2 separate regions of the Oryctolagus cuniculus genome follow, and region 1 is linked to region 2. Evidence: chromatin contacts called from public Micro-C data. All regions are on one chromosome and are shown on one strand. Each heading gives the region's core, a stretch centred on a gene start, on an enhancer-like site or on the middle of the called end of the contact. The rest is flanking DNA. Distances are from core to core; before and after follow the strand shown. Region 1 has its middle 650 kb from the start of ZNF608. Region 2 holds the start of ZNF608 (zinc finger protein 608).

The links. Hi-C and Micro-C count contacts between places; a contact is called where the count stands out from the background.
Region 1: a Micro-C map of ear pinna shows a contact between it and region 2, with 6 times the contacts expected there. The contact joins the enhancer-like site here to the promoter of ZNF608 in region 2. A contact is called at or near these places in 2 of 6 Hi-C or Micro-C datasets (ear pinna and skin fibroblasts).

Annotation. Positions count from the first base shown.
Region 1 is chr6:14,922,372-14,926,554 of mOryCun1.1, reverse strand. No RefSeq gene overlaps it. Among named protein-coding and RNA genes, the nearest start is that of ZNF608, 650 kb to the right of the region's middle. Within about 2 kb of position 2,829, at least 4 of the 8 cell types and tissues checked have an H3K27ac peak or open chromatin away from gene starts, as enhancers often do. A contact at or near this core is called in ear pinna, where this site is marked.
Region 2 is chr6:14,273,341-14,277,706 of mOryCun1.1, reverse strand. It overlaps ZNF608 (zinc finger protein 608), which reads left to right and starts at 1,814. Exons shown (of 10, transcript XM_070076059.1): 1 at 1,814-1,934; 2 at 2,023-2,182. The coding sequence starts at 2,141.

The sequences.
Region 1 (4,183 bases), core at 1,580-4,079, 650 kb before region 2:
AATCCTTAAGCTGAGGATTATCTATTTTGCCCTGAAGTATGTAGTTTTACACAAGCGTCATGATGAATTTTAAAATGTATCCTGTAATAAAAAAAAATATCACTGGGATGCATGGCTTCTGGCCCACTCTTCGCCCCACAGAGAGGCCATGCTCAGCTCCTAAATCTCATCCCCAGGACTGGGCAGGTTTTGTCGACTGCAGTGCTGCCGGCCTGAGATGAATTCTCTGCTTATTCCTGAACCTGCACATGTGTGACGTCACCCCACATCTCAGTAGGGTTTCTGTGGCGTTGGGCTTGTCTAGCTCCTTCTGCTCTGGGTCACATGTCAGCGGCAGTGTAAAAGAAGGAGGTAGCGCTGTGCGGCTGTCGGAGAGGCTGGTGCGCTCTGGGTCTTGAGGACGGCTGCCTTGCAGTTCTTACGTGGAAGATGGTCTGAGCCAAGGGTGAGGCAGAAGGGAAGGAATGAGTCTGTCGACTGCTTTTGAGGGGACTGCTTTCCGCTGTTTCCAATTATACGAAACCTGGAAGTCATTTTGTTTTTTGTTGTTTTAACTCTAAGACTGTTGGAAACTTCTAGATGAAGCATATTCTTTTATTAGAATGTTCTAGTTAACTTGCAGCTCAGTTTGGGTAGCAATGCACATGAGAACTTAGCATGTCTGAATTTTTTAAAAAATAATATAGCTGCGTCAATGGTTGCCTTCCTAGACCCCATTTTAGATCAGAATGTTGTGGTTGCGTTTGGCTAAATTTTTTCATTATTTAACCTTGTCTTTAGAAATTCTTCCAAACCCGTCAGAACCCTCTGACACTGTAAGAGCACTAAATACAGACTCTGCGGTGCCTATCGCACGGGGACAAACGAGCTAAGTAAAGTCAAGGGCACAGCATTGAAGTGTGAGTCGCACGATGCCTTGAGGATGAGTCAGTATCTGACAAGTCATCTGAGCCATCACGAAGCTTGAGGAATACTTCCCATCGCTGTCCTCACAAATTCCGAACCCCACGTCTCACGCACCAGAGGCCATGTCGTAGGTCACTCTGTTAAACCTTCCGTGTGAGTTCTTGAGCACAAAAATGAGGCCAGCACAGAGTCACATCACTTTGTCTCCATGTAATTTCTTCTTTTATGTGGGTGTTTTGTTTAGTTTTGCTTTTAAACCCAGTGAGTTTTAGTACGTTGTATTTGCGATGGCAAAAAACACATAAGGAGTGGATAGCCACCTAATGCATTCCAGAGGTGTGTGTGTGTGTGTGTGTGTGTGTGCGTGTGCGTGTGTGTTTTGGGGAGGAGGGGGAGACGGAGCACATTTTCAACTTTCACGCTATTATTTCTTGAGTTATAATTATATTCTCCAAAACAGCCATCATCATTCATATGCTACATACAATTCCTCGCACTCTTTTGCAGGTGAGGTGTAATGACACTGTCAGCATCCACTTAAATAACCCTCCCCTCCCTTGATCTGTAGGAATCATTGTGGCGTTGCTACAAAACTAGACACTATGCTAAACTGATGAGTAAATAAATCAAAGACCAGCGATCCTTGCTAGTTTATATGATACTTAAAGTGATATAAAGAAAAACTTGCCTATAATATTTCCAGGCAATCTGATTATCTAAATTAAATAAACTTCACATACTTGATGGGTGGATTATGCCATTGACATATTGGTGACTCCTTCCTTTAGCAATGGCCAAACCGCCTTATAGTAAAGCTAACAGGGAAAATGCATGGTTATTGCACGTTTTCTGCTAAACTGGGGCGTGCATTCTCTTCTGTGCTTGTTGGCAGAAAGCAGCCATTATGTCTGGGGAGAGAAAAGTCCCAAGGCACCGAAGAGGAAGGGGCAGCTCGTGTGTGATCTTAAAGTGCAGTCCTTGTTTTTTGTGATTCTCCAGGTTTTTGTTTCTTACTTGAATTTCGTTTGCTCCTCTGCGAGGTGGAGGTTTTGTTTCTGTTCTTAAAAGGCGCTCTTAGCAATGAAGACCCTTCAGCTCTTGGATCGCCGTCCCCAGAACACTATGCCACTTCCTAAGCGTTTCCTGACACCCTGAGCTTTGGTGGGGGTTCGCACGTGTTCCTTGGGAATGCTCACTGCTGTGGATTTTATGAGAACTGCAGTCCTGGGTTCTTTCTTCCTGTCATCTGGAGAAGCTGGTCCCCGCAGCTCTGCGGGCTCGGGTCACACGCTCTCTGCAACGTGCCAGGAGCCAATTAGGAGCGTTTGTGCAGGCTGGAATGCCCGCCCGACTCCCAGGCAGCTCTCGCTGAATCCGCTGGCCTCTCCCTATGATGTGGAAATCTGTTCCTGTTTGACTCCTACAGCTGGTTTTGATCAGCCTTCTCCAAAGAGGAAGTTTCAATTAGCACAGCTCCAAATGCGCTCGGGAGGTGTATTTTTATGGCGACTCTTTGTTCCTGGTGGAGTGTGACTGTTTAGCAGACACAGCCATTGCGTGGGAGTCACCGGGTGACCGAATGACAGCAGGGCTGGGCTTTGCCAAAACCAGAGGAACGAGACAGCCAAATTGAATTAGTGGTTGAAACACATTAATTTATGCTAGATAAATGTTATTGTGGTCCCGTGGGCAAGCACTCAGATCACAGGCCTTATGAACTCTTTGCAGCAAGAGGGCTCCGAGGCAGTAAATCAGCGGCAAAGCAGATCCTTGCGGGTCCTCTCTCTGCAGTGGCCTCTGTCTTCCCCTCCCCTCCCCCTGGGGACAGCTCCCCGCTTGGCACACGTTGTGTGATATTCAACGCACGGCCATCGCAGTCACGATTTGCGCAGGCTCTGCTGGAGACGGGGCCATTGATTATGCCCGTGGCCCTCGCCGAAGGCAGCTGTGTGTTTATCATTGCAGACTGCAGCTCTCAGTGGGCACGGTGCTCTGGCTGGGCCCCAGCTTTCCGAGTCGGCGCAGCTGTGCCGTCAATGGAACCTTGATGTCTCGGAGGCACGCAGCGCACCCCCGCCATGTCCTGACAAGGCTGTTTCTCTTCTGGGAAGGAATTAGATCCACTTAAGGCCGGATTCTTCCTACAGAAAGGAAAGTAGAAATAAGTGTTTTCTGGCTGCAAATTGTGGCAAGTGAGGGATGATGCCAAGAAAGAATTATGCATAAATGATGGTGTTTAAACTTGTTTTTATGTGTTTAGATGCGTCTCTGCCAAAAAACTGACAAGGCCTCTCTGTTGGCACTTTTTCAGAGGGACCATTCACACACTGAGCGTTTTCTTAATAAAGAAATAATTGTAAATCGCTGGAGTCGAGGCAGGTGAAAACCAGTTGACCTTAAACACGATCTGTTGCACGCCCAGGGAAAACAGCTGGCTGAGCAGACTGGTGAGTGGCCACCTCCCCTACGCCATAGCCATCAAAAATGTGTGTCCTGCTTGGACCTGGCCAGATTTTGTGCACTGGATGAGGGCATGGGATCCAGGGTTGCTTCTAGGTTTTATGCCACATTTTACCTTTCGCCAGCGTGGCACTCGTGAGCAAATCGCTGCTCTCTCTGTCTACATAGGTAGGCGTAGCGGTGATAACTTCGTTTGCAGGGTTGTTAAGATTGAAGTTCATGAGCAGAACCCATTAGCAGAGAGAATGGGGAACAAGGTAAACCGTGGAGCAACAACATCTTGTGTTAATTACTGGTGTCGCTCTTGATCCTAAAGGAGACAAGTTCAGCTTTTAGTTCAGTTCCCCAGAGGGTGGCAGAAGGAGTGCTGGCACAGGATAAGTCTTTCCTTGGCACAGTCAGAAAACCGAAGACCTCCGTCCCTTACTCAAGACAGCCCCTTGGACATGCAACTGGGAATGTGGCGTGGGGGAGGGGCTGGCACATGGCAGGTGCCGACCAGGTTTCTTGTGGATAGGACCTCATTTTGATGACTGTTCCCGTGTGCTTACAGCTTTGTGTGTAAACTGCCCCCGGGTGAAATTCCCCTCCCCCATAGTTGACATACATTTCCAAGACCAAAAAACAAAACAAAACAAAACAAACAAACAACAAAAAAAAAACACAAAAAACAAAAAAAAAAACCTCTTTTTCAAGTTGAAAACATTATTGCTGTTTCCCTTTCACTCTGGAATGGAAAAGAGGAAAGAAAAGTGGCAATCTACCACCAGGCCTTTACGTTTTCTAAATCATTGCTTTAATCTCTGATGCCCCAGTT
Region 2 (4,366 bases), core at 565-3,064:
CAGGAAGTGCCCAAGAGTGATCTGGTCCTTTGAGAAACTAGTCTTCTCAAAGAAAAAAGTTAAAAAAAAAAAAATACCACCATATGGTGCTTTGTTATCATCAATGGGCCATGCATGCATGTAAAAACCTGGGCACACCAGAACATAAAACAAACATCAAAGTTAAAATGAAGGATAAGTGGATATCAGATACCTGATTTGTCCCCTTTCATTTAATGTACAGCTTTGATTTGAATACAGATAGACTTGGGGGAGATCTAAAGACCTATAGATGGTGTTCCTCTGGTTTAAATACCCCAATAAAGGCTGGAGACTGCTGTTTGTAACAACCTGTGATGTCAAATCTAGTTCATGTAAGGAAGTGAAACAGCTAATTGGCAATTTTTTTTATGGACTAAATATATAGAAAGCTCAGAGGTGAGTCAGTAGCCATTGCTTAAGATACGAGACATAACCATCCACAAAGTCACAGCTGAACACGGGAGTCACAGGTCCTCTTCTGGCAGCACTGACGCCTTCTGTGTGTCCCTGTGAGGTAGACACCTCCACTGTCCCGTGGAAGTTACCGTCCCAGCAGTACCCGCCCCTTCAAAACCTGGGATCCTGATGCCTTTGATTAAATTCGCAGCACTTTCTGGCTTTAAGATGTCCACATTCCATCTCCCGAAGAAAAGAATGGGAAATTGCAATGAAATATTTAAAATGTGGTCTAAAGGTTTAAAATATATAAACACGTTAGCTTAGGTACCCTTGGAACAGCTATTACAGTAAAATGCTCAACTTGTTATTTCATATTAACCTCTCTTATCCTGTGACCTCACAGTCCCATTAACTCGGCTGCTGGCATTCCTCCCACCATAAATCCAGAGGAAGTTCCCTGTCTAGGGGCTGCAGTCCCGGTCTTTCCAGGACTTAACCCCCACCCCGAGATAGGGTTACAGATCTGGGGGCGAGGATAGGGCGACTGAAAAATTGCCACCTGGGTTTGTCTAAGGGGTTAATCTGCCTAGAATATTTCTCTACCACCCATCGATTTTCATTTAAAAAAAAAATAATCCTGGCCTTTGGCGTTAATTCGGTTGGCTGGGGCTTTATTTTATCTTTCAGCCTTTTTTTTTTTGGAGCCGCCTAAGACCAGGTGGAAAAGCCTTGTTCAGGGAAAATCTCTTCCCAGAGTGGCGCTGCAATGGTTGCCAGCGCTCGAGGACCAGGAGCCTGGCAACAAAAGGGTTACTGGTTCCCCCAACCACCGCCTCTACCCCCGAATCGATTTTTCTTATTTAATCAGCGAGTTAAAAAAAAAAAGGGGGGGGGGAGTTGCAGGCTGGACCCTGCGGTGGGGGAGGGTGCGAGGCCCGAGCCGCGACTCGCAGCATCCGTGTCGGGAGCCGGGGCTACAAGCCCCCGGAGCCGGGAAGGGCCGGCCCCCGGGCGCTCGCCGCTCCTCGGCTTCCCGCTGCCCGCGAGCGACCGCGTTTTGCGTCCTGCACACCCTCACCCTTGCATTTACCGGCAGCCTGGCCTCGCAGCCTGTTGGAGCTGTGTTTTAATAAATAAGTGTTTTCTGTGAATGAGGCAGTCATTTTTTTTTCTCTTCCTGCGGGAGGTTCCTCACCCCCGATCTGGTTGGAAAAGAAAGCGCTTTGTCTGCACAGCCCACCCCCCCGGCGCACCCCACCCGCGCCCAGGGTGTGCTTTATACGCGGGTGTCTCTCGGCCCCCTCCAGTAGCCCCGAGAAAGCAGCCGGCCAATCGGAGGGCCCGGTTTCATAAAAGCTGCTCTCTGATTGGCCCGATGCGAAAGGGCACTGCGAACAAAGAAAAGTCCCTTTCAGGTACAGCGGCTGGGAGCTCGCTCTGCTGCGCTCCCCCGCGTGTGCGTGCGTTGAGTTCCAGCCCAGATTTCGGTGCTGCACACCAAGCCGGTTGCGCGTGTAGGCACTGGGGGCAGGGGGAGGGAGGGGAAGATTTTTTTCGTTGTTGTTGTTGTTTTTTTAACTTTACATTTTTTTTTATAAAAAGTACACAGGACGGTCTGTGACACTCTGATGGTCCATCTTCTTTCCTAATAAATTTGTTGAAGAGATTAGAATTTCCAAAATAAAGCGGCCGCCACCACCACCACCACCACACACATTCAATGCAGTTAGAAGGAAAAGGTCAACTCGGTGCCAGACAGACCGTAAGTACGGTTGCGTGGTGTGTCTCTTCTCTCTCTCTGGCGCTTAGCGGGGACTGGAGGCAGGGGAGTGCTTGGAAGGCGGAGCTGGCCCCAGGGTCCGGCTTGCGCCTCTGCAGCAGCCCGGGCCGGGGAGCCGTGTTACCCAGCGGAGGCTGCAGCGTGAGTTGAACCTCACGCAGTTCCGCTCCTCCGGGCGCTCGGGGGGACTTGCAGCGAGCTGCCCTTGCGGGGCTGCAACCCGCAGGACGATGGAAGCCACGCAGCTCCAGGTCCCGGGCCACAGGGTCAGTCCTCTCGCCCGCCTGCGCCCTCCCTCTGCTGTCCCGGCTGGGGCAGCCCCCTCCCCAGGCCGAGCCCGGAGAAGGGGGAGGGGACCCAGCCGGGTCTCTGTCCCCCTGCCACGTCCCAGTGTCCAATAATTTAATCTCAGACCCGTGTCCCAGTGCAATGGTGATGAGGACCGTTTTTTCCACCTCTTAAAAAAAAAAAAAAAAAGCAAGCAAGCCCTCCAAATACCATTGAGAAAGGAAGAGAGGAAAAAAAAAAAAAAGGCCCCACCCAACCCAAACAAACCCACAAATAGTAACAACGGTGTGTTTATTCCCGGGCTCGGCCCGGGAGCTCGCGAGACGGTTCTTTGTTTCCTACGAGGGCGGTGGGGTGGCAGTGTGGGGGTGGGGAGCCCCTCAAACGCCCCCGAGCAGCCCCCGGCCCCGGCCGACAAATTGGAGCGAAGTTGAGGAAAGGTTTATAAGGTGTTTCTGCAAAACATCTGCTGGGCTCCCCGCGCCCCGGGCAGACCCCAGGACGCGGGGCTCGGGTGGGTGCGGGGCTCGGGTGGGTGCGGGGGAAGCCCGCAGCACGTGCGGGCCGCCCCGGCGCGGGGGCGAGCGCGGGGACAGACCGTCAGCAGCTGACTGGTTGTGTGTGTGTGTGTGTGTGTGTGTGTTTTTTTAAAGACCAGATCAGTATTTTCTTGATACCTTGTCACCATTTTCGCTCTCACGACGGCCAATGGAGCCCGCGGCGCGCACGTGACGCGGGCGGGCCCGCTCCGGTGCGGTGGTTGGCCGCCCCGCGAGCCCGCCGCCCCCGCCCGCAGCCCCGCGCTTCCCGCGGAGCCCCCCACCCCGCGCTCCCCATCCATCACCGATTCATTACTGCTTTTAGCTTTCCCGACGCCGGCTAATTAAAAAGACGAAGCCGGGGCTCCGCGCCACTCGACGCGGGCGGGGGCGGCGGGAGGAGGAAGAGGAGGAGGAGGAGGAGACACGCGGGGACACGCACCGGCCGAGTACCAGGAGGGGAAAAGTGTCCTGGAAAAGGTCGCCTTGAAAAAAAAAAAAAAAGATTTTTTTTTCCTGACTCTAATTATCGAATTACCACATGACCGATGGGCTGGAGCGACACAGGCCGCCCTCCTCCTCCTCCTCCCGCGTCGCCCGCTCCCTCAGGGACTATCCTGGGAACTCGGTTCCTTTTTCTTAAAACAACATAAAAGAGGAAAGCACCACATCCTCTCGGGTGGGAGGGCCGCGCCCCCTCGCCTCGGCGCGCGCGGCCGCCGCCCCCAGCCCCCACACCTGTGCCCCGCGCCGCGGCCGCGCTCCTCCCCCGCCTTCCTCCTCCTCCTCCTCCTCCTCCTCCTCCGCCGCCGCCCCCGCCTCGGCTCCTAAGTTAGTTGGAGAAATCAAATCTGTCAGGAAGGGCGGAAAAATGCCACTTCCCGGCTAACAGGCGGAATCCAGCCCAGATTTTCAGGGCTTTCTGGCCTCGCTTTCTTCCCCGGCGCTAATTTGCCGCGGTGCGGGCGCCGCGGGCCTCGGCGGCGGCGGCGGCGGGCGCCCGGGGCTCGCTCGGCGGGGTCCTCGCTCGCTGCTCGCGGGGCTCGAGTGCGGGGCCGGAGGCGCACTCACAAGTTGGGGAAAGTTTTGTCTCGGACCCCCCCCCCCCCCGCCTCTGTCTCTCTCTCTCTCTCTCTTTTCTCTCTCTCTTAAAAAAAAAACAACTATTATTCTCGATGCTTGTTAAGAGGAAAAAGCCCCTCTGGTGCTTCTGTCGTGAACGTGAAACATTATCTTCCAGCCACAGTGACACATTTTTTTTTTTTTTAAAGGAGAAAAGGACTCCCGAGCTGTTTGCCAAAAAGGGGTGGGGGTGGGGAGGCGGAATAATGCGATCGAG